Linked DNA regions of Pan troglodytes: regions 1 and 2 are each linked to region 3. A link is a contact called in public Hi-C data. All regions are on one chromosome and are shown on one strand. The core of a region is the stretch at or near the end of the contact, and the rest is flanking DNA. Distances in the headings are between cores, read along the strand shown.

Evidence for each region. Hi-C and Micro-C count contacts between places; a contact is called where the count stands out from the background.
Region 1: a Hi-C map of stem cell-derived neural progenitor cells shows a contact between it and region 3, with 2.4 times the contacts expected there. The contact joins the promoter of KCNH4 here to the promoter of CNP in region 3. A contact is called at or near these places in 1 of 7 Hi-C or Micro-C datasets (stem cell-derived neural progenitor cells) and 1 of 1 datasets of contacts at active chromatin or transcription factors (stem cell-derived excitatory neurons).
Region 2: a Hi-C map of stem cell-derived neural progenitor cells shows a contact between it and region 3, with 8 times the contacts expected there. The contact joins the promoter of DHX58 here to the promoter of CNP in region 3. A contact is called at or near these places in 4 of 7 Hi-C or Micro-C datasets (blood, induced pluripotent stem cells and stem cell-derived neural progenitor cells), 1 of 1 datasets of contacts at active chromatin or transcription factors (stem cell-derived excitatory neurons) and 1 of 1 other capture datasets (stem cell-derived neural stem cells).

Annotation. Positions count from the first base shown.
Region 1 is chr19:25,961,780-25,964,856 of NHGRI_mPanTro3-v2.0_pri, forward strand. It overlaps KCNH4 (potassium voltage-gated channel subfamily H member 4), which reads left to right and starts at 1,275. Exons shown (of 17, transcript XM_063798575.1): 1 at 1,275-1,475. The coding sequence starts at 1,400.
Region 2 is chr19:26,029,499-26,032,943 of NHGRI_mPanTro3-v2.0_pri, forward strand. It overlaps DHX58 (DExH-box helicase 58), which reads left to right and starts at 1,836. Exons shown (of 14, transcript XM_063798576.1): 1 at 1,836-1,966; 2 at 2,357-2,449; 3 at 2,669-2,837; 4 at 3,065-3,266. The coding sequence starts at 2,670. It overlaps KAT2A (lysine acetyltransferase 2A), which reads left to right. Exons shown (of 18, transcript XM_511500.8): 14 at 1-79; 15 at 175-211; 16 at 287-350; 17 at 485-569; 18 at 727-1,456. The coding sequence ends at 920.
Region 3 is chr19:26,176,443-26,179,767 of NHGRI_mPanTro3-v2.0_pri, forward strand. CNP (2',3'-cyclic nucleotide 3' phosphodiesterase) reads right to left here and starts at 1,569. Exons shown (of 4, transcript XM_054670897.2): 1 at 1,458-1,569. The coding sequence starts at 1,496. It overlaps ODAD4 (outer dynein arm docking complex subunit 4), which reads right to left. Exons shown (of 12, transcript XM_024350311.3): 12 at 1,725-2,383. The coding sequence ends at 1,893.

The DNA.
Region 1 (3,077 bases), core at 25-2,524, 210 kb before region 3:
CAAGAACAACAAGAACAACAACAACAACAAAAGTAGAGACACAGAAAAATGTGGCACTTCTTAGCAATCTAACATCCCAGATAATACCTAGCTCAGAGGGTGGGGAGAATTTAGCCTGCCCTCCTTGCCCATAGGGTTCCCACTTTCACTGCTTCAGCTGTTTTGTCGTGGGAAGCAGCCACCCTCAGCCACAGAACTCAGCTGCCTCAATTTTCTGCATAGGTAGTGAGAAAGTCCTGTGTCTAGTCTCACTTTGGTCCCTCTTGCTGCTGTACTGGTTCCATCTTGGAGAAGTTAGAGGTCAAAGTTCACATGTGCATCCTTGGAGATTTGCAAGCCATGACTCTGCCCACCTCGAAACTATCTTTTTCAGAGGTAGTTTCTCCCAAACTTGCCTCCAGACTCTCTTCCACTTGAAGGGCAGCAGAGAGGAGGATTAAGACAGTAGGAAGAGGGAAAACAGGCAGGCAACTGCCCTTCAAGACACTTATTTTGTACCAAAGACATGCATTATGGTATTACATTCTCACGGTAACTGCATCAGGTAAGAATTATCAGCTCCATTTTACAGATGAGGAAAGTGAGCTTGGAGAGGATATCACACGATTCGTGTCTAGAGCTGGGACTCTACCTGGTGGACTCCAAAGCTCTTTTCATTCCACCACGCTGTGTCTCAGTAGGCAGAGTTCGCCAGGGTGTCTTGGGAAAACTGAGGCAGGAGGTAAGAATGGTGCTTTCTAGAGTTGGGGTTTCAAGCCTTCCCATTGTCCATTCTCTACCAGCAAACTAGCCTCTTAACCCTTGCTATCTCACACTGGAGCTACTGGCCTGTGGGTGCTGCGAAATATGTCAACTCCAGTAGGCGGCACTGTGAACCAGACACCAGCCCAGCGTGGACGGCGCGCGGGAAAACCCGCGAGGTGGAGCCACAAGGAGCAGCCAGGGAACCACGTGTGGGGGCGTGGCCAGCCTGGAAGAGGGCGGGTCTGTTAGTCAAGCCCCGCCCATCATTTCAGGCCTCCCCTCCCGGTGGGCGTGCCCCGAATTCTCTCCCCGAGAGACACGCGTGGGCCGCTCCCCTCTGGGAGGAGGGCTGCCCAGAGGGGTGCGGGTGTCGCTAGCGGCCCCTCCCCGTGTGGGGCCACGTGGCGGGTGCGGGCCGAGCCCGAGGGGAAGAACCTGGCCCGTGGGGAGGTGGGGGGGACCGAAACGGCGCTGAGCCGAGCCGAGAGCTACGGGGTTCGGAGCAGAGGCGGCGGCAGCGGCAGCGGCAGTAAGAGGGAGGGGAGGAGGCAGGAGGGCGCATGGGGCGCCCCGGCCCCTCCGACAGCGCGCCCCCTCCGGCCCGGCCGCGCTGAAAGCTCCTCAGCGCCGCGCCTTGAACCCACGCCCCGGGGCCATGCCGGTCATGAAGGGGTTGCTGGCCCCGCAAAACACCTTCCTGGACACCATCGCCACCCGTTTTGACGGAACGCGTGAGTGGGACGGAGGTCGGGGCTTGAGGTTCGAGCTGGGGGGCAAGTATCCTCGGGGTCGTCTCGGATCTCCTGGACATGGTGAGACCCGAGGCGAGGGGAGAGAATGGAGGTGCGGGTCTAGGAACTCCCAAAGCCGCGGTGCAGGAACAGGGCGGGGAGTGCCCTGCGAGGGGAGGAGGGGAAAGGGCCGAGAGCACGGGGGCCAAGGTTAGGGGGTGTGACTCGAGGCAGAAGAGGCTCTTTGTGCGGCAGAGCGGAGGAGGGGCCTTTGGAGCCGCCCACTCTCGGGCAGAGCTGTGCTGGGGGCGTGTATGGGGGTATCCGAGACACAGAAGTGGGGCAAAGTGGCCGGGCATTCTGGGGTCTACTCACAGACTCCAGCTCCCACTACCTCCAGAAAAAAAGGAGAAAAGATCAGACTTCAGCAGGACCTAGTTTGGATTGAGGTCGCGCGCCCCCAAATCGTGGGGCGTCAGTGTCTAAGGTGGGTGAGGCAGGAGAAGGGGAGCGGTCTGTGCGACGGTGGGAACTCCCAGCTCGCCCAACGCAGCTTGGGTTTCAGGTTCAGCACCTTGGACAGCCACATCACTCCTTCCCCGCCTCTTCTCCCGCCATTCCCTCTTCCCACTCTGGAACCCAGAGATTCCCCGCCCTCACCTCCCCCAACCCCGCCATTCCCTCGGGAACCCTGGCCGGGATCTGGATGGTGGGGGAGCGGTACCCGAGGGCGGAAACTGAGCCGCGGGGCCCTACCCTCTTCCCCACCACCTTGTTTCCATAGCGCCCATCACCGGGGCAACAGGCCCTGGGATGGAAGAAGGAGGCTGTGCCCAGAGCCCAGTGCCTCCCAGGCACCTTCAGTGTCCCCATCAGCCTCCCTGCCCCCAGACAGTCATCCCTCCTAGAGCACCAGGACTGGTTGTGTCACAGGCCCCATCTCTTAGCTGAGTCTCTGTCCCTGGATGGCCCACAGGAGTCCCCCTGGCCTCCCACCCATTGGAGCTGGAGGGAGACAGCTTGGGTTCTGCTGCTGGGGGTTGCTGGAGCTATACGCTCAATGCCCTCTCCCATTAGACTTTGAGCAGTGGGGCAGATCCCCTGAAAGCAGCTACAAGAATGCTAAAAAGTGGACCTTCTCTGGAAGGCAGGGAAGGAGGACAGCACTCATCACTGTCTGCCCCCACACTAAGGAGATCTGTGAGTTTGGATAATCTCTGCCTTTTGGTTTCCTATCAATAAATGGGTGTGGTGTCATCAGAATCTCTGCCCTGCTTACTCTGTAATAGGAAGAAAGCCAAGTGAATGTGGGGAAAAAATTTCACCTTCTCAGAGTAGCACTTACCATGTGCTAGGACTTGTTCTCCCCAAGTTAACTCATGTAACTCTCACAACGACCATGTGAGGAAGGCCTATTATGCCCTACTTTGCAAATAAGGAAAGCTCAGGCACAGAAGAGGTCATCAACTTGCCCAAGGTCACACAGTTAGTAAGTGGCAGTGGAGGGTTGCAGGAGCCCAGGCTCTTACTCACCATGCTATACTGCCTTCTACAGTGACAGCTCACCAGTTGGAAGGCAGGGGGATGGATGGCATGACCTCC
Region 2 (3,445 bases), core at 586-3,085, 150 kb before region 3:
ATCCGCAAGGTCTACCCGGGGCTCAGCTGCTTCAAGGAGGGCGTGAGGCAGATCCCTGTGGAGAGCGTTCCTGGCATTCGTAAGCAGGGGTCTCAGTTGCAGGGTAGTGGGGGCACGCTGCTTGGGATGTGGACTGGCATTCTTAGAGACATTCTCCCACTTCCCACTTTGCAGGAGAGACGGGCTGGAAGCCATTGGGGAAGGAGAAGGGGTGAGTGTCAAAGGAGCCGGGTTGGGGGTGGGGCAGAGGGACTTGGAGCCTCAGACTTGGTGTCTCTCGCCCCAGGAAGGAGCTGAAGGACCCCGACCAGCTCTACACAACCCTCAAAAACCTGCTGGCCCAAATCAAGGTGGGGAGACCAGGTTTCCTTTCCAGGGCCCCTGTACCAATGGCTGTGGCCTCTTGATGCAGTGTGGGGTGGGTAGTGGTCTCGGGCTGGAGTGGGCGCAGCAGGGCTGTCCCCAGCTCGGCTTTTCTCTCCAGTCTCACCCCAGTGCCTGGCCCTTCATGGAGCCTGTGAAGAAGTCGGAGGCCCCTGACTACTACGAGGTCATCCGCTTTCCCATTGGTGAGGACCTTCCATTCCATCCCCTTCCCTCCTCTTCTGTCCCCACACCTGCTCCTGCCCTCACTGCGCCCTGCAGCCCCAGGGGGCCCACCCTGGTGGACAGCCCTGCCGTGGTCTTCAGCCTTTTAAAGCTGTGCTCCGTCTCCTGCTGCCCCAGACCTGAAGACCATGACTGAGCGGCTGCGAAGCCGCTACTACGTGACCCGGAAGCTCTTTGTGGCCGACCTGCAGCGGGTCATCGCCAACTGTCGCGAGTACAACCCCCCGGACAGCGAGTACTGCCGCTGTGCCAGCGCCCTGGAGAAGTTCTTCTACTTCAAGCTCAAGGAGGGAGGGCTCATTGACAAGTAGGCCCATCTTTGGGCCGCAGCCCTGACCTGGAATGTCTCCACCTCGGATTCTGATCTGATCCTTAGGGGGTGCCCTGGCCCCACGGACCCGACTCAGCTTGAGACACTCCAGCCAAGGGTCCTCCGGACCCGATCCTGCAGCTCTTTCTGGACCTTCAGGCACCCCGAAGCGTGCAGCTCTGTCCCAGCCTTCACTGTGTGTGAGAGGTCTCCTGGGTTGGGGCCCAGCCCCTCTAGAGTAGCTGGTGGCCAGGGATGAACCTTGCCCAGCCGTGGTGGCCCCCAGGCCTGGTCCCCAAGAGCTTTGGAGGCTTGGATTCCTGGGCCTGGCCCAGGTGGCTGTTTCCATGAGGACCAGAACTGCTCATTTTAGCTTGAGTGATGGCTTCAGGGGTTGGAAGTTCAGCCCAAACTGGAGGGGGCCATGCCTTGTCCAGCACTGTTCTGTCAGTCTCCCCCAGGGGTGGGGGGTATGGGGACCATTCATTCCCTGGCATTAATCCCTTAGAGGGAATAATAAAGCTTTTTATTTCTCTGTGTGATTGTTTCTTTGGTATAGTCCCAGCCTTAGCAGGCTCACCTTGGCCCCCAGGGACCTCTTGCAAACTGGAGGCTGCTCTCCCCAGCAAGCCTCAGGCCTGGTCCTGTGCTCCTGGGGTGATGGGTCCTACCTGCCTGCAGCCCCCCACCTCTCCCTCCTCCAGGCTGCTCCTGATCCAGATGCCAGGGCAGCAGGGGTCAGAACCTCCTGCCTTCACCTTAACCTGGGTGGATGTGGTTACAACTGACTGCAGAAGGGCCAGAGCGTAGAGGATCCTGTAGCACTGAAAGAGTGCTTCCCTGTTAGCACACGTGGTTCTTTTTCTTGGGGCAGGGATAGGAGATTCCTAAGTCGGCTCAGCTGGCTCCTCCCCTCAGTTTCAGTTTCCATTTCCGATTTCTGCTCTCTGCGCTGAGCACAGCGGCACCAGGCTGAGCTAAGCAGGGCCGCCTTGGGCAGGCCTACCTGGTGGTGCAGGCGAGACCCAGGCTGGGCAAGGCGCAGGTGTAGCCTGTGTTACTCCCACCTCCCCCCCCCACCTTTTGGCCACAGCAGGCTTCTGATGGGTTTTGAGGGTGTCCTCCCCCACCTCCCTCAAGTGGGGTGGAGTCCTGGGCAAAGGGAGGTCTCTGTACCGACTGGTCTGGCCAGGAGTTGGGATGAGTGGAGGGCCCAGTGGGTCTGAGTCCCCTGCCATTCCCAGAATGGAGCTGTGGCCCTACCAATGGGAGGTGATCATGCCTGCCAGGGCGCTGGCGCAGCAGCAGTACTTTCCCAGAGTTTGTACTCACGGCAGTTGGCGATGACTGTTAGCACAAACGGTTCTTTTCTCTTGGTTCTTTTTCCTGGGGGGGATGGGAGATTCCTAATTCGGCTCAGCTGTCTCCTTCCCTCAGTTTCAGTTTCCATCTTGGGTCTCCGAGCTGAGCAGAGTGGCACCAGGCTGAGTTAAGTGGGACTGCCCTGGGCAGACCTACCTACTAGAGCAGGTGAGACCTGGGCTGGGCAGGGGGCAGGTGTAGCTTGTGTTACTCCCGCCTCCCTCTTTTGGGCAGAGCAGGGTCCTGATGGGTTCTGAGGGAGTCCTGCCCCACCTCCCTCAAGTGGGGTGGAGTCCTGGGCAAAGGGAGGTCTCTGTACCGACTGATCTGGCCAGGAGTTGGGAGGGGTGGAGGAGTCGGTGGGTCTGAGTCCCCTGCCATTCCCAGAATGGAGCTTCGGCCCTACCAATGGGAGGTGATCATGCCTGCCCTGGAGGGCAAGAATATCATCATCTGGCTGCCCACGGGTGCCGGGAAGACTCGGGCGGCTGCTTATGTGGCCAAGCGGCACCTAGAGACTGTGGATGGAGCCAAGGTGGTTGTATTGGTCAACAGGGTGAGTGGTCTGTCCCTACCCCGCTCCCCCACCACCAAGCAGGGTCTCAGCTCTTCAGGCATCTCCCAGTCCCCACCAGAACTCCAAAGCTGCTGTGGCCATCGATAAGCTCACCTGTCTTTCCACCCTGGCTCAGTACCCAGCCATGTCCTGCGGGTCACCTTACCTCCTCCCTACCCCTGGCCCCAGATTCAGCTCTCTTTTCCCAGCTCATTCTCCACCCCCAGGTGCACCTGGTGACCCAGCATGGTGAAGAGTTCAGGCGCATGCTGGATGGACGCTGGACCATGACAACCCTGAGTGGGGACATGGGACCACGTGCTGGCTTTGGCCACCTGGCCCGGTGCCATGACCTGCTCATCTGCACAGCAGAGCTTCTGCAGATGGCACTGACCAGCCCCGAGGAGGAGGAGCACGTGGAGCTCACTGGTGAGGGCCATGGCCGGGAGGAAAAAGATACGCATCTGGGGTACCTCCTTTCGCCAACCCCAAGGCACCTCCTGGAGTCAAGGTGTTGGGAGTTTTTGTGGGAGTGAGGGGTTGCCCGTTCACAAAATCCCTGCAGGCACTCTAGTAGAAACAGGCCGGGCTATCGTGTAGGATCTTAG
Region 3 (3,325 bases), core at 319-2,818:
TCGGAGCCACTTGTTTTCCTATCTTCTAGATGCCACAAGGGACGGCAGCTTTTACCGTAAAGGGTCCCCTCCTCTGAACTGGCTCCACCTCCCGCCCGCACCCGGGCGCGGGGCAGCGGTTCCGCGTGATGAGACTGGGCCCGGGGAGGGGGCGCCGAAGCGGCTGCCCCAGCGCGGGCCTGCGTGGGGTCGGGAGCAGCTCCCGGGCTCCCGGCCCAGGCCCACCCAGGCTCCCAGAGGCGCAGCAGCTTCTGCGGTCCCGAGTTCCCTCCTGAGAAACACCACCGTTTCCCTTTCCAGCGGCCTCTCCGGCACCCCGAAACCCCTCCGCTTCTCCCAGACCTCAGGGCTGCCCTGAGTACCAAGAAAACTGGAAGTCGAACCCGGAGCCCCGGGTCCTCGTTTGCAAGACGCTTCCTCCCGAGGGGCCCCGACACTCGTTTCCCGCCCTGGTGCTACCCCGTGCCCGGCCCCGCCCGGCCTCTCACCATGATGAGGAGGGGCGCCGCCGTCGCCGCCTCTGCCGGCACCAGCGCTCCGGGGCCGCCCGCCTGCGCGGAGGGACACGGGAGTCCAGCGGTGGCACGACCCGAGCCCGGCCGCTTTACATAGCCCGGGGGGCGGAGCGGGCACCCGGGCGGGCTGGGGGCGGGCCGTCTCCTCTGCGCGCAGGCGCTGAGAACCAAAACCCGAAACTCTCGCCGCGCGCGGGAACCTCGGCCCGGTCCCGCCCCCGGCGCGCGCCTGCTCCCCACGCGCACCCACCCACTGCGCCTGCGAGCTGAGCGGCCACTAGCTTTTTCTGCGTGTTGAGGGGTAACTCAGTCACCCTCCCCGGTCCCGTGGATTAGCAGGAAGTGAGTGAGGCAGGGTCGTGCAAAGTCGGATCCTGTCTTTAATTTTTGATATTTTATTCATCATGGACTTTTGCATTAATTAAAAACTTTTTTTTTTACCACATTGGATTAAAATATTATCATGCAATTTGCTGGCATTCCGGTAAACTCTGCATCTGAAATGCCTCACTGGCCTCATTCGTCCAGGCCCTGTGCCAGCCAAAAGTCAGTCTCAGCCCCGACCTTTCCTTCTAGGAGCTGTGGAGACAGACCAGGATGGCAATGGTCAAAGGGACAGATGAGTAACGGAGTGAAATCCTAACATCCTCTGAGGGCAGATCCTCAGCTGCCACCTCCTCTGTGAAACCACTGAGAGCTCCGTTGGATTTTTGAGTTTCCTGTCCAAGTGCTGTGCTAAGCACTCAGTCCTCGCAGCAACCCCTGAGGCAGGTATCCCATTGTTCAGAGGAGAAGCCAGCTTGGAGAGCCTGATTTACCTGATTATGCCACCCAGAGGTGTCAGAGGCGGAGTCTGTCTGCCCTCCCGACTCCCAGGCCACTCCCCTATCTTTGGCCTCACTCCCAGCATTCGCTTGGTTCTGGCTTGCGGCATTCTCCTACCTGTGACAGCTGGGGCCGCCCCACCATTGTTCCATCCATAAAGCCTCCCCGCTGTCCTGCGCACTGGAGGGACTCAGTCAGTCACCGGTGTGTGGGAAGCACCTCTCCTCCCAGGCCTTCCCCTCTCCTCCCTGTGACTTCTTGTTCCCTGTAGCGCCCGTATCTTCACCTTCCTGAAACCCTTTCTTCTTGGCACCTTTCTCATTTCTTCCACGATGCTCTTCCAAGAATGGGCAGGGGTGAAGAGGCAAAGTGACAGACTCAGGGTTTGCAAGAGTGAAAGACACCTATTTAATGGCAAAATAGTGATGGAAAGCAGCAGAAGTAAAACCCTCATTTTTCCTATAACAGATAAATCGCTTGAAAATCCAGTTTAATAAAATCCCATGATCCCTCTGAACACCAGCTTCCTGATCCTCATCTCTACCGATGGCTTCATTCATACTCCTTTTCCATCTCATTTCCTGTTTTTTTCGTTTCTCCTATTTCTCCAAATTGTGTTTTTCCCAGTTCTTCTGGCTCTCTTCTGCCCACTTCTGAAAGTTTCTTTAGTTCTTCTGGTTCCTGTCTGCTGAATTCTCCTGAGAGTCTTTGCTCTAATTCTCCCGAAGGCCTCCTATAAATTTCTCTTGACTCTCTTCTGCCAGCTTCTAGTAGCTTCCCGCCTGTTTCTCCTGATCTTGTGCCTAATTCTCCTGACAGGCCCTTGGCAACTGCTCCCAAATCGCTTCTGGCTTTTCCTGCTTCCACACTCTGCTTTCCGCTTGCTGGGCTCTGCAGAGCTTCCCCAAAAGCCTCATCGTCCTCATCTGTCTCTTTCTCATCCTCAATATGGTCCCACTGCTTCACCACCTTCTCGGGCTCATCTCTCACTCTCCTCATGTCCTTCTCTCTTGTTATTATTCTATCTTCATACAGTGAAGCTTCTGAAAAATAAGAGAAAAGCGGGAAGAAAGATAAAAGTTTGTTCATGTCAGGCCGGATGCGGTGGCTCACGCCTGTAATCTCAGCACTTTGGGAGGCTGAGGCAGGCAGATCCCTTGAGGCCAGGAGTTCCAGACCAGCCTGGGCGACACGGTGAGACCCTGTCTGTACTAAAAATACAAAAATTAGCCAGGCGTGGTGGTTGGCGCCTGTAGTCCCAGCTACCCGGAGGCTGAGGCAGAAGAATCGCTTGAGCCCAGGAGGTTGGGGCTGTGATGAGCCAAAATCCAGCCACTGCACTGCAGCCTGGGTGACAGAGCAAGACCCGTCTCCAAAAAAGAAAGAAAAAAAAAAAAGAAAGAAACTGTTCATCTCTGTGGAGGCCTGTGCTTTTGAGAGGCAGATGAGAGAAAGGCCCTGAGAATGACTGTTTTTGCCAGCTCTTTAAATTGGTGTTGACAGCACACCTTTCCAAAAGCAGAGAAAGGGAACCATCATTGACTGAGCCCAGCTCCGTCCTGTGCATCACGTGAGGGCTGTATAGCTTATCCCATCCAGACATCATGAAAATGCGCACTGCCGTTGATTTGAGTTTGCAGTCAAGGGACCTGAGATCGATAGAAAAGAAATCACACGGCCGGGCGGCATGGCTCACGCCTGTAATCCCAGCACTTTGGGAGGCCGAGGCAGGTGGATCACCTGAGGTCAGGAGTTTGAGACCAGCCTGGCCAACAAGGTGAAACCCCGTCTCTACTAAAAATACAAAAATAAGCTGGGCATGGTGGCAGGCGCCTGTAATCCCAGCTACTTGGGAGGCTGAGGCAGGAGAATCGCTTGAACCCAGGAGGTGGAGGTTGCAGTGAGCCAAGATTGTGCCATTGTACTCCAGCCTGGGCAACAAGAGCAAAACTCCATCTCAAAAAAAAAAAAAAAAATTAGCCGGG